Linked DNA regions of Sus scrofa: regions 2, 3 and 4 are each linked to region 1. A link is a contact called in public HiChIP or PLAC-seq and promoter capture Hi-C data. All regions are on one chromosome and are shown on one strand. The core of a region is the stretch at or near the end of the contact, and the rest is flanking DNA. Distances in the headings are between cores, read along the strand shown. Region 1 holds the start of MOB1A (MOB kinase activator 1A). Region 2 holds the start of RAB11FIP5 (rab11 family-interacting protein 5). Region 3 holds the start of ALMS1 (Alstrom syndrome protein 1). Region 4 holds the start of PRADC1 (protease-associated domain-containing protein 1).

Region 1 (2,700 bases), core at 159-2,658:
AAAGGAATGGAGGAATGCTGATGCTGTGGAGACGGTGGATGAAGACTGATACTGGACCAGGACCCCTTTTTGGATGATCCTTTGGGGGCCTGAGGCAACTTAAAGGAAGAGAGAGATAAATTTGTTTCAAATAGCCAATAAGCACTTGAAAAGATTCTTAACATCAGCCAACAGGGAAATGCAAATCAAAATCTGGAGCTACCACTTCGCACCCACGAGAACGGCTATAATAAAAAAGATACACAGTAACAAATGTTATCAAGGATGTGGAAATAGCAAAACCCTCAGTTATTCGCCAGTGGAAGGTAAAATAGTGCATCCAATTTAGAAAACAATCTGGCAGTTCCCCCCAAAGATAAATACATAGTTAGTATATGACCCAGTCATTCCCAGGCACATACCCAAGAGAAAAGAACACATTCATCCACACAAAATCCCACAGAGGAATGTTCCTAATGGCCTTATTCCTAATAGCCCCAAGCTGGAAACAACCACAAAGTCCATCAACAGATGAATGGATAAACAAAATGTGGTATATTTATACAATGGAATAGTGCTCATAATAAAAAATGAATGAAGAACAGATACCTGCTACAACAAGGATGAATCTTTCTATTTTTTCTTTTTAGGGCCATACCTGCGACACATGGAAGTTCCCAGGCTAGGGTTGAATCAGAGCTGCAGCTGCCCACCGGACTAGGCCACAGCCACAGCAATGCAGGATCCAACCGGTATCTGCAACCTACACCGCAGCTTGTGGCAACCCCACATCTTTAACCCACCAAGCGAGTCCAGGGATGGAACTCTCATCCTCATGCACACCATGCTGGGTTCTGACCTGCGGAGCTAACACAGGATCTCCAACATGGATGAATCTTGATAACATGATCAGGTAAAAGAAACTAATCACGAAGATTGTGCACATATTGTACAATTCCACTTATTTGAAATATCCAGATTAGGCAAACTCATATAAAAAGGTAGACTAGATGTCGCCAAGGGATGGGAGTAGGGAGGAATGGTGAGCGACTGCTAATGGGTACCCGTTTCCTTTGGAAGTGATGGGAAAATGTTCTAGAAATAGGTAATTGTTACCGCTCTACAAGTCCGAATATGTGGGAAAACCACTGAAGCATATTTTTAAAAACGGCGAATTTTATGCTGTGTAAATTACATCTCAACTTAAAAAATCAAATTAACGTTAAGTAAAAAATTTCGCACACATAGCCATCTGACATCTAGATAACTGGGACAAAATAGAGCTGCTTCAACCTGGACCACGCACATCAGCATCGCAGGCAGAGGATTCCAAGTCCAGGGCAACTTGTTCAGCGGAAGTCCCGGCGTAAAGGTCCCTGATTGGCTCAGGTGGAGGAGCCGGCCCAAGGAAAAGGGGCGTGCCGAGTCCCTCTCGGTGGGGCGGGGCTGAACGAAGCTTTCGCTCGCGAGATTTTGCTGGTTCCGCATTTCGGGTCCGTAAAGTCGGGGAGGAAGGCGAGGCGGGTGCAGTAGTTCGCACCTGCTTGCAGCGGCTTGACCCCGGCTGCGAGCTGCAGCGTCGCGGGCATCCGCTGTCCGCCGGCTGAGGACCTTCGGATCCCCCTCAGTCCCGCGCGGACTCCGAATCCTGACCTCGGCGGGGGCGAGCGGCCCCTCCCCTCCGCTCTGAGGATAGAAGATGAGCTTCCTCTTGTGAGTGTGGCCCGGCCCAGGGCTTCAGGGTTGAGGGGGCTGAGGGCCGAGGTCGTGGAGGGGGCCAGTGGGAGCCTGAGGAGAGGGCGGGTCCCGGGGTCGGGGCTGGCGTACCCGGCTCTTGCTTTGCCACCGCTCGGGGTCGCAGGGAAGCCTGGTTGTGGTCAGAGGCAGACGGAGGTGAAGGTCGAGGCAGAGGAAGCGGAGCGAGAAAGTTGGGGAGTAGGAAGGCCCCGAGGCCGGCGGCGCCGCCGAAACTTTTCCGCCCGAGTGCGCCTGAGGGCAGAGGGATGATCTAGGGGCGGAGCCATGGGCCCCGCTTGGGGCTTCCAATTTTTCTCCGGTCTCCAGCCTTTTGGTAACGATCCATACAGATTTGGCTTTTTACTCTACTATACGTCCCCCTTTATTGTCATCAGTATTCGGTTACCCCCGCGGAAAATGTGGAGTGCCGCAGTTTGAGAAGCTGAAAGTTAAGCTGGCGGCCTTGTGTCCAAATTCTGATCCAGCCCACTTTGTGAATTTGTATAATTAGCTAACTGCGTTTTAACTCGGTAGACTCTTATTTTAGAGATAACGTCTGGGCGCAAGTGCGGCTTAAATGGGAAAGTGTAACTCTGATGATTCTTAAGCACATTTAGCTTTGAGAAGCATTGCTCTAGCACCTTACGTGTTATTCTCAGGGGGCTCTTATTATTTTGCTTTAACATGTCTTGTATGAGCAAATACATATCCATTTTTAGTTATGGGCATTACCCACGTACTTGGCATTTTTTCCAAGTTTTATTAAATTACATAGTGTTTCATAACTACAGTTTACCCCATTTATTGTGAGAAATTTGGATTCTTTCTAATACTTTGCAGTTATAAAATAGCACTACTAAGAGTATCTTTGTCTAAATCGCTTTTTCCCTCTTTGGATTTTTTTTAAAGTATGATCACCATATCAAAAAATCCGATTTATATTTTAAAGTTTCCTTATTACTAGACCGTTATCTACCCCCTCCT
Region 2 (2,700 bases), core at 127-2,626, 800 kb after region 1:
AAAATAGATATGACAACACTTCCTGCTTTCCTGATTTCAAATGATGTAGGGCTTAGATGACCAACAAGCAAGTGTGACGGCGGAGTACCATAGGCCGGAGTACCTGAAGTTCAAGTCCAGTCTCTGCAATTTTCCAGATAGAAACTTGGGAAAAATTATCCAAGCTCTCTCTGCTTTAGTTTCCTCATCAGTGAAACTGAGAATAGTAATAGCAGCTGCCTTAAATGGTTGTCTTCAGGGGTAAATGAGATAACATACATAAAGTAAATGATAGAACCAGGACTCCACAGTCCACAGGCTTAACCACTGCACTACAGTTGTCTCAACCATGATGCATACAAAACAACAACATATAGCATAGAGAAAAGACTGGAAAGAAATACAACGTATTGTTAACAGTGTCTTTCTGAATGGTGAGATCTAACCCATTTTTATTTCCTTCTTTATATTTCTGTATTTTCCAAATTACTTTTATAATCAGGAAAAAATGCATATGATGTTCAGATGCCTTGAGATCATTTGTGATGGTCTCCACTGCATTACCATCTTTGACAACTATTTTTTTCATGTAATCTTCTCTGCAATTGTTTGAAGTAGGAATCTTATCCCCATTTTCTAGATGAGGAAATAAGGGCTAAGGAGGTTAGGAGAGCTGCCTTAATCTTCAAATCTCACTGTTGCTAAGGGGCAGAGAGCCAAGATCCAAAGGCAGATCTAGCTGTCTCCAAAGTTAGGTGCTGTCCACAGGGATGTTGGGCTACAGGGCGCAGTGCCAAGGACTCACCACCCTATTCTGATCACAATTAAGGTGGAAGACTGTCAAGAAGCCTGTAGTACATATGAACCTGTGGGTCTCACCTACGACCATATTCCTGGTAGAGGACATGGCCTGGAAAGTGGGGATTTTGGCATCCTCCTCCCACAGCATAAAAACTCAAGAGGTTTTCTCCCCAGGAAAAAATAAAGGTTTCCGCTATCAATATATCCAAGAGAAGAACTTAAAAAAAAAAAAAAGTATAACTACACAAGATTGAGGGAGGGAAGTGGGTGTGTGAGCTAAATCATTATCCATCATAGCAGGAAGACAATAGATAAAGTCCCGATAAAGCAAGACATAGCTGTGTAAGCATTTTGTGTAGACATATGGAGGCAACCACCAGGCCTGAAATACAAATGACTGTAAGTGGTTATCCCTGGAGTGAGGGGTAGAGAGGGAGTTTTTTGCTTTTCATCATAAGCCTTTCTGTCCTGATTTTTTAAAAAAATCTGTATGTTATATGTTATTTTAAAAACATTACTTTTAATATAGGCTCTGAAAGTTAAAAAAAAAAAAAAAAAAAAAAGCACAAATTTTCCCACCTCTGGCAGCTACGGATCTTGAGCAGGTTACTTTCTCTAAGCTGCAACTTTATCTTCTGGAAAATATGGATAAAATCCATACTCACCCCCAGAGTTGCTTTGGGTGTAAAATGAGGTACAGTATATAAAGCACACGAACCAGCCAGTACTGGCTGAAATTCAGGATCTGTGATTATTAACCATCGTTATCATTCTTACCAATAAACCAAGCGCAAGCAACACCCGCGGCTCTGCACATAGTAGGCGCTTAATAAGTGCCTACTTACACCCCCACCAGAGCCTAGAATTTCTGCCAACTCGTGACGCACGAGCCCCAGCGCTCCGGGTGAAAGCTTAAATATTGATGTGGTTAGTCATTTATTCATCACTCTGCTCTGCGCCGCAGTGTCCGCCGAGGGCGAGCCCAGCTTCGTGGACTCCCGCGCCGGGTTCTGGCCGCCTTTGGCGCGGGGAGGTGGGAGACAGCGGCAGCTCATCCGCTTTCAGGTTTCTGACGCGGGGCCATCATGTGGCGTAGCGGGAACCGCTTCTGGTTCCATCGGGCATCTTTCCCCGAAAGGGCAGGCTGGAAGAGGGAGAGAGCCACTCGAGTTGAGAGGGGCAGCCCGGGTCCGCAACACGCCCACTAGCCAGCGTCAAGGGGATGACTATCCCGGGAGGGGCGGGGCAGTTTGAGGGCGAGGGCTTTCCGGAGCTTGGACGTCTTGAAGGAAGAGTGGGGATTGGCCAGGAGACGCGGAGCGGGCATTTCATACCCCGCTGAGGGTGCAGCGGAGCCCCCAGGCGAGGCAGGGTTTCCCTGGCGCCCCCAGTAGGGGCGGGACCAACGCCGGAGCTCCGCCCCGCTCTCTGCGGAGGCCGCGCGCCCCGCCCCCGGTTCGCAAAGCGCCCCGCGGCCCTCCAGCTCCTGGAGGGTCTGCGGCTGCGGGGCGAGGGCGTGGTGGTCCGTGTCCCCCAGCTCTGCCGCACCGCCGCGCGGGTCCTGGTCCGAGTCGCGAGTCGCGGGTCACCGGCCGCTGGGCGGGGCGGGAGGCGGGGCGCTGACGTCGCGGCGCGGCCGGCTGCCAGGGAGGCGGGGAGGCGGCGGCCGGCTCGGCCCAGCCTAGCCCGCAGCTGCAGCGGCGGCCGGGTGTGAGGGCGGCAGCGGCGCTTGGAGCCGGCTCCTCACTGCCCTCTGCCGCTGCCCAGTTTCTCATTTTGTCCGGGTGTCTACGCCGGGTTCGGTCAGTCCTCGCTCGCCGCCGCTTCCCCCGCCATGGCCCTGGTGCGGGGCGCCGAGCCGGCGGCGGGGCCCTCCCGCTGGCTACCCACGCACGTCCAGGTGACGGTGCTGCGGGCCCG
Region 3 (2,700 bases), core at 169-2,668, 560 kb after region 1:
GTCCAATCAACATAGCCACTAGTCAGGGGTGGCTACTGAACATGTGAAAAAGTGGTTTAGTACAAGGGGCACTGAATTTTTAACTTTACTTAATTTTAACAAATTAAGATGTAAAGAGTCACACTTTGCTATGACTACTGTATGGAACAGCACAGGTCTATCTATAGTCTTTTCAATTGTTGTTAACCTTGTTTTGCTCTGCGCAGCTGACAACCTGTCTAAGGAGCAGGCCTAGGCAATAAACCCTAGGCTTCCGTTTGGTCCCCACAATGTACCTTTCACAGAATAGAAACTTAATAAATGTCTGATGACTGGATATCCAAATTCTATAATGAACCTTTTTTTTTTCCTTCTCCCTGAAAAGGAATCAATTTAATGCAGTTGTTTTCAAAATGATCTTTGGGAGTCAACCAAAAAATCAGCTCTTTCTAGTTGTCCAGATTGTTGGGAGCTGCAGCATAAGCCTCAAGCATTTCTAAGCCCCTCCTACCACCTGGGGACCCCTTTGCTGCTACAAATAAGGGGCCAGAGAAGCACAATGGGTGAGGAACCTCTAGAGACTAACAACTCCTGTGGTGTACATAATCCGCACTACTCCCTCAAGGGAAGTCCCGCCCTTCAAGCAAACTAATCTCCTAACTGCCCCACAAGATAGTCCCTGGGCAACCACTCTCACCGCGCCTACACCGCCCTTCTCCTTTCCTTCAGGGTGCGAAAAGCCCGCCTCCTCCCAAAAACGTTTCTTAACCACGCACACTGGGAATACGGCGCCTCTGAACATCTGGTGTAATTCAAAAGGCTCGGGGACCCACTGAGGGAGAAAAAACAGAGAGATCTTTACCAGAAAGAAAAGGAGACTTGGAGTAATTGACCAGCACCTGGACAAGAGTCGAGGCCCAGGAGGGGACAAGGCCCCTATAATCCTTTAAAAGCACGCGTACTTTGTGTCAGGCACCGTGACAGGCAGCGAGCAGGAGGCAGCCGGCAGGGAGAGCAAGCAGAGCGCGCAGGGACCACCCATCACCCTGCCCACGGCGACTCACACCTCTCCCCGGCCCGGCTCACGGGCCCGGCTCACCTTCGGACTGGTCAGCTCGCCCTCCGAGTAGCGGTACCTCGGCAGTGGCGGCAGAGGCAAAGCCCCGCTGGGATGCGCCTGCAGCCAGGCCTTGGCCTCCTCGTCGTCCTCGTCGTCCGTACTTTCCCGACGCTGACTCTCGTAGTTCAAGTCCGCGTCCAGGTCCCGCCCCTCCTCTTCTTCCATCTCCTCCACCATCACCACCTCGTCCTCATCCAAGTTCTCCGCCTCCTCCGCCTCCTCCTCCTCCTCAAGCTCCCCGGGCCACGGCAGGTCCTCGGGCTCCATGTTGGCGGCTCGCTCTAGGAGGCAGTGGAGGAGGAGGAGAGGGGGGGAGGGAGGGAAGGGAGGGGAAAAGAGCCGACTGGCGGTTGCGCCCGCGCGCAGGCGCAAAGACCGCCGCCCCCTTGCGCCCGGCGCCGCGTCGCGCGGACGGGGCGGGGCAGGGAGTGAGCGCGCGCGTTGCTAAGGACGCCCCGCGGGGTTGGGCGGGAAGGCTAAAGGTGGTGGGCTGGGGCTGGCGACGCCTTGCCGCCGTCACCCGCTGGGCTCTAGCTCACAGCACTGTAAGCTCACAATAAACCCGGACAGAGCTCCTGTCAGGAGAGGGTAGAATTTCGTCCTTGGCAGGGCCAGGCCAAAACAATTTTACCGCTGCACCGAGAGGAGATCATACCTTCAGACAAACCTAAGATCAAACTTGCAAATTATAATTTTTGATTTTTAAAGATTGAGTGCCTGATATACGACAGGCTGTATCATGGGCACTTGACCCTAAGGTGGAAAAGTGTCACAGGCAGTACAGGAGTTGAATAAGAACTGGTCTCTGGTGTCAGAAAGATGGGAGTTTGAATCCTAACTTGGCCACTTACCAATGGGATTAAGCCTCTATGAAATGAGGGTAACAGGCATAGGATAAATGCGATATTTAAAGGAGATAATCCCTATGAAGAACTTAGTGGTAGGTGTTATTCATTGATTATTATTCAGTAACATTAAATGCTTACAGTGCTGTGAGACAAGTATTATTACCATTTTGTATTTGGAGAATATAAGGCTCAGAAAAATAACTTGCCCCAGATCTCTTATTACCTAGTAAGTGACTGGCAATGCCATTCCAGGTCTTGTCTAAGTCCAGTAATTGCCCTCACCCTATAAAGGATAGCTCATAAAGGATAAAAGAGCAAATATTTATTACTGATAGTACATGTTTTGGGGTTAGTCAGTGATTTTGAAATGCTTCTGAAACAGTTTTCCCTACCACTTGAGTCCCTATAAAATGAATAGCAAGTTGAAGAATCTTGGAACGCTTTGCTATTACTTGAGGAGATAGCCACAATTAGTATGGAGTCCAACAATGATTCTTCATAGTATTACCCACAAAAGCAGAGATAAATTAGCAATGATATTAAACCAACACTGGTGGGATAATTAAGGGGGTACTGCCAAGGATGTAGCTCCTGACTGCCAATGACTCAATCCTGAGAAAACTATAAAGGTAGATTATGAACTGGAGCCCAAAGCCTCAGGGCTCCTTTGAACACCTCTAAATGATCAAATACAATCCTTGTGGTAGGTTGAGGCTTTTCCTTGCTGGAGAGCTATGACTGTAGTGGTAGGGG
Region 4 (2,700 bases), core at 79-2,578, 690 kb after region 1:
TATCTTAGGGTTTTGCCTCAAGCACTTAAAAGCTGGCCCTGTTCAACAGCAACTCCGGAGACCACCGAGGTTTGGGACCCAAGGAAGGTACCTGCAGCTCTGAGATGGAGAAAGGGATACTATGGAAAGGGGGGTGGGTACAGAGAGCCTCCCAGATTCACTAACCGCCCTAATTTAAGAAAAACGAAAACTAAAGTTAGGTGGCCAACTAGGAAAGCTGTCTAATGTCACATCTAGGGTAGCAGACAGGGTCAGAGTCAGAGGCCGGATCTTCCTACGTCTGAAGCAGGGTGCCCATCTGCCCTACCCATTCTTCTGGCTGAAGAGTTGCACCTGCAACAACCAGCGGAGCCCCGCACATTCAGTAGACACTAAAGATGACTTTACTTAACGAACAAGTGAATGAATGAATTCAAGTACGAGCAAAAGGGTCTGTTTCCATTTGGTAGCAGCTGGCAGGGAGGGAGGCATAGCTGAGATCCGGGGTTCCGCTCAACATAAGGTCCCCATGCTGCCTCTGCCGGTCCTAGTGAGCACCCGGCTTTACACTCGAATTTTCCAGTGCAGCCAGAAGTTCCAAGCCCGGCCGTCGACCGCGTTATGCACGCTCAATCCGCAGTCGTTTCACCCGGGTCGTGACTCCGGGGGGGGGGGGGGGGTCCAAAAACCAGCTTGCCAACGCGGGTTCGCGGGTTCCGAAGCACCCTGGGACTTGTAGTCCCCAGCCGGCCCGATCAGAGCCTTTCCTCCAGTGCCACACAGCCCTCGCCCAGGAGCCCTACTCGGAGCCCGGGCCCACCAAGGCCGCGGCGGGCCGGGGTCACCCACAGACAGGGGTCGGGGCGAGGACCGAGTCATTAGGCAGAGGAAAGTCCTGCGGGACCGGCCTTTGCCGGGCGGCGCCAGCTACCAACCAGATGGCAACGGATGGAGACGGATGCGCGAGACGCCACTCACCATCATCTTGTAAGCTTATCCAGTGGCCCGCTACTCCTCTTCCCTGCTTCGCGCCCGGGCCGCCCAGCAACCCCACAATCCTCCGCGCCAAAGAAGTCCCCAGAACCTTCGCCAAGCAGTTGGACCGGGAGAGGAAGGGGATGGGCCACTTCCGCCACTCTATGGTTCGCTACCACAGAGTCGGCGTGGCTAGAAGGTCCAGAGGCTGGTCCTCTGCCGGAGCTGTTACAGGAAGTGTTGGTAATGCAAGGGTCGCGGGCTTTCGAAAGTGTCATTCTTTTTGAGTATGTAGGGTCCTTGCTCGGCCCCCGTCACCCACTAACTCTAATTCTATTCCCCTTCTCCCTCTGGAGCCAGGCCAAGGAATGAAATAAAGGCAAACATTTATTGAACGCTGACTGAGGGACAGTTTTTGCCAAGTAAACATTTGATGTGAGTGATCTCATTTAATCCTCACAAACCTATTGGTATTGTTGTCATGCCCACTTTACAGATGAGGGAACTGAGGCCGAGAGGTTAGGAAGGGTGTCCAGAGTCACAGCTGCATAGTAAATGGTAGAGAAACAGGAGCGGACACCTAGCCCCTATGCTCGCATTCTGGCTCGGCACTGGTCAGAGCTTCCTCGAGGGTCGTGTACATCCGGCCACGTCGCCAGGGCACGCAAGCGCTGGTGGAACTAGGCAATAAGATCAGAGTAGGGGTCACCGGAGACCACTTGAGAGCTACAGGAATGCCATTCCAAGGAGGGGATGGGAAGGAGGAAGGCACAGCTGGAAGAAGGTATACCCTCATCTTGCAAAGCGACCGTGAGGAGTATTGGCCGAGACTTTCAGCGGTTGAAGCCAGTCCTGCGATCGGCCACCTCCAGTTCTGCCGACCCACCCACCAGCCAGCAAGGTGCTGCCGAATCGAATCCAAACTGAGACAGGCTGGGGCGGGGGCCGGCAGTTGCAGTTAAGAGTTTGGACCAATCAGTCCTCGGCCCCACTTCTCTCGACCAATAGGAAGTGGGCTAAGGCGCAGGGGCGGAAAATGTGGCTACATGAGCAGGCGTCAGAGCCAATCAGCCGTGGGCCTCGTTCCAGTCCGCCAACCAGCAGCCAGAGCGGGTCTGGGGGCGGGAGGCCAGAGCAGCTGTCAGGCCAAAGTCCAGCGAGCTACGCGCGGAGGGGCGGCTGGAGGAAGCGGGGCGCCGGGCCGGGCCCTGGAGATGGTCCCCGGCGCCGCGGGCTGGTGTTGTCTCATGCTCTGGCTCCCCGCGTGCGTCGCGGCCCATGGTGAGCGGCAACGGGCGGGGCTGCGCATCGGGGCGGGGCTGGGAGTCCACATGAGCGCGTCTCGGGCCGGGGGCCACGGGTCACCTTGGGGACCCCGCGAGTTCTGGGCAGGGTAGGTTCAGAAAGAGGCGCCACGATTTGGTGGGTACTCGTCCTCAGGGACACGAATTGGGCGCGGCTGGAGGCTGGGCTTTGAGTTCTGAGCTTCCCACGTCGAAGCAAGACTCCCCCTACCCCCACTAGCGCCGAATTAGGTGGCTGAGGGGGCGAGGAACAAGGACAAGCTGGAAATATGTGAGCACTCATATACATAAACGGGACCACACATTGCTACACTTTGGCTCACACACAAGCACATAGGTACATATCCTACCTGTTTGCATCTATACGGGAACATGAACATATAGCCACTACATCCATGAGCACATATGTATACCTACACTTAATTTACACGGATCGCAGATG

The links. Promoter capture Hi-C pulls out the DNA fragments that hold promoters and counts their contacts. HiChIP or PLAC-seq counts read pairs in DNA pulled down with a chosen protein or histone mark.
Region 2: an H3K27ac HiChIP or PLAC-seq map of alveolar macrophages shows a contact between it and region 1. The contact joins the promoter of RAB11FIP5 here to the promoter of MOB1A in region 1. A contact is called at or near these places in 1 of 5 promoter capture datasets (fetal liver) and 1 of 2 datasets of contacts at active chromatin or transcription factors (alveolar macrophages).
Region 3: an H3K27ac HiChIP or PLAC-seq map of alveolar macrophages shows a contact between it and region 1. The contact joins the promoter of ALMS1 here to the promoter of MOB1A in region 1. A contact is called at or near these places in 2 of 5 promoter capture datasets (fetal liver and liver) and 1 of 2 datasets of contacts at active chromatin or transcription factors (alveolar macrophages).
Region 4: a promoter capture Hi-C map of liver shows a contact between it and region 1, with 2.1 times the contacts expected there. The contact joins the promoter of PRADC1 here to the promoter of MOB1A in region 1. A contact is called at or near these places in 2 of 5 promoter capture datasets (fetal liver and liver) and 1 of 2 datasets of contacts at active chromatin or transcription factors (alveolar macrophages).

What each region holds. Positions count from the first base shown.
Region 1 is chr3:68,851,061-68,853,760 of Sscrofa11.1, forward strand. MOB1A (MOB kinase activator 1A) reads left to right here and starts at 1,409. Exons shown (of 6, transcript XM_021087363.1): 1 at 1,409-1,692. The coding sequence starts at 1,679.
Region 2 is chr3:69,655,284-69,657,983 of Sscrofa11.1, forward strand. RAB11FIP5 (rab11 family-interacting protein 5) reads left to right here and starts at 1,377. Exons shown (of 6, transcript XM_021087380.1): 1 at 1,377-1,845. The coding sequence starts at 1,703.
Region 3 is chr3:69,415,625-69,418,324 of Sscrofa11.1, forward strand. It overlaps ALMS1 (Alstrom syndrome protein 1), which reads right to left and starts at 1,419. Exons shown (of 22, transcript XM_021087373.1): 1 at 1,079-1,419. The coding sequence starts at 1,366.
Region 4 is chr3:69,545,510-69,548,209 of Sscrofa11.1, forward strand. It overlaps PRADC1 (protease-associated domain-containing protein 1), which reads left to right and starts at 1,329. Exons shown (of 5, transcript XM_003125011.4): 1 at 1,329-2,235. The coding sequence starts at 2,001.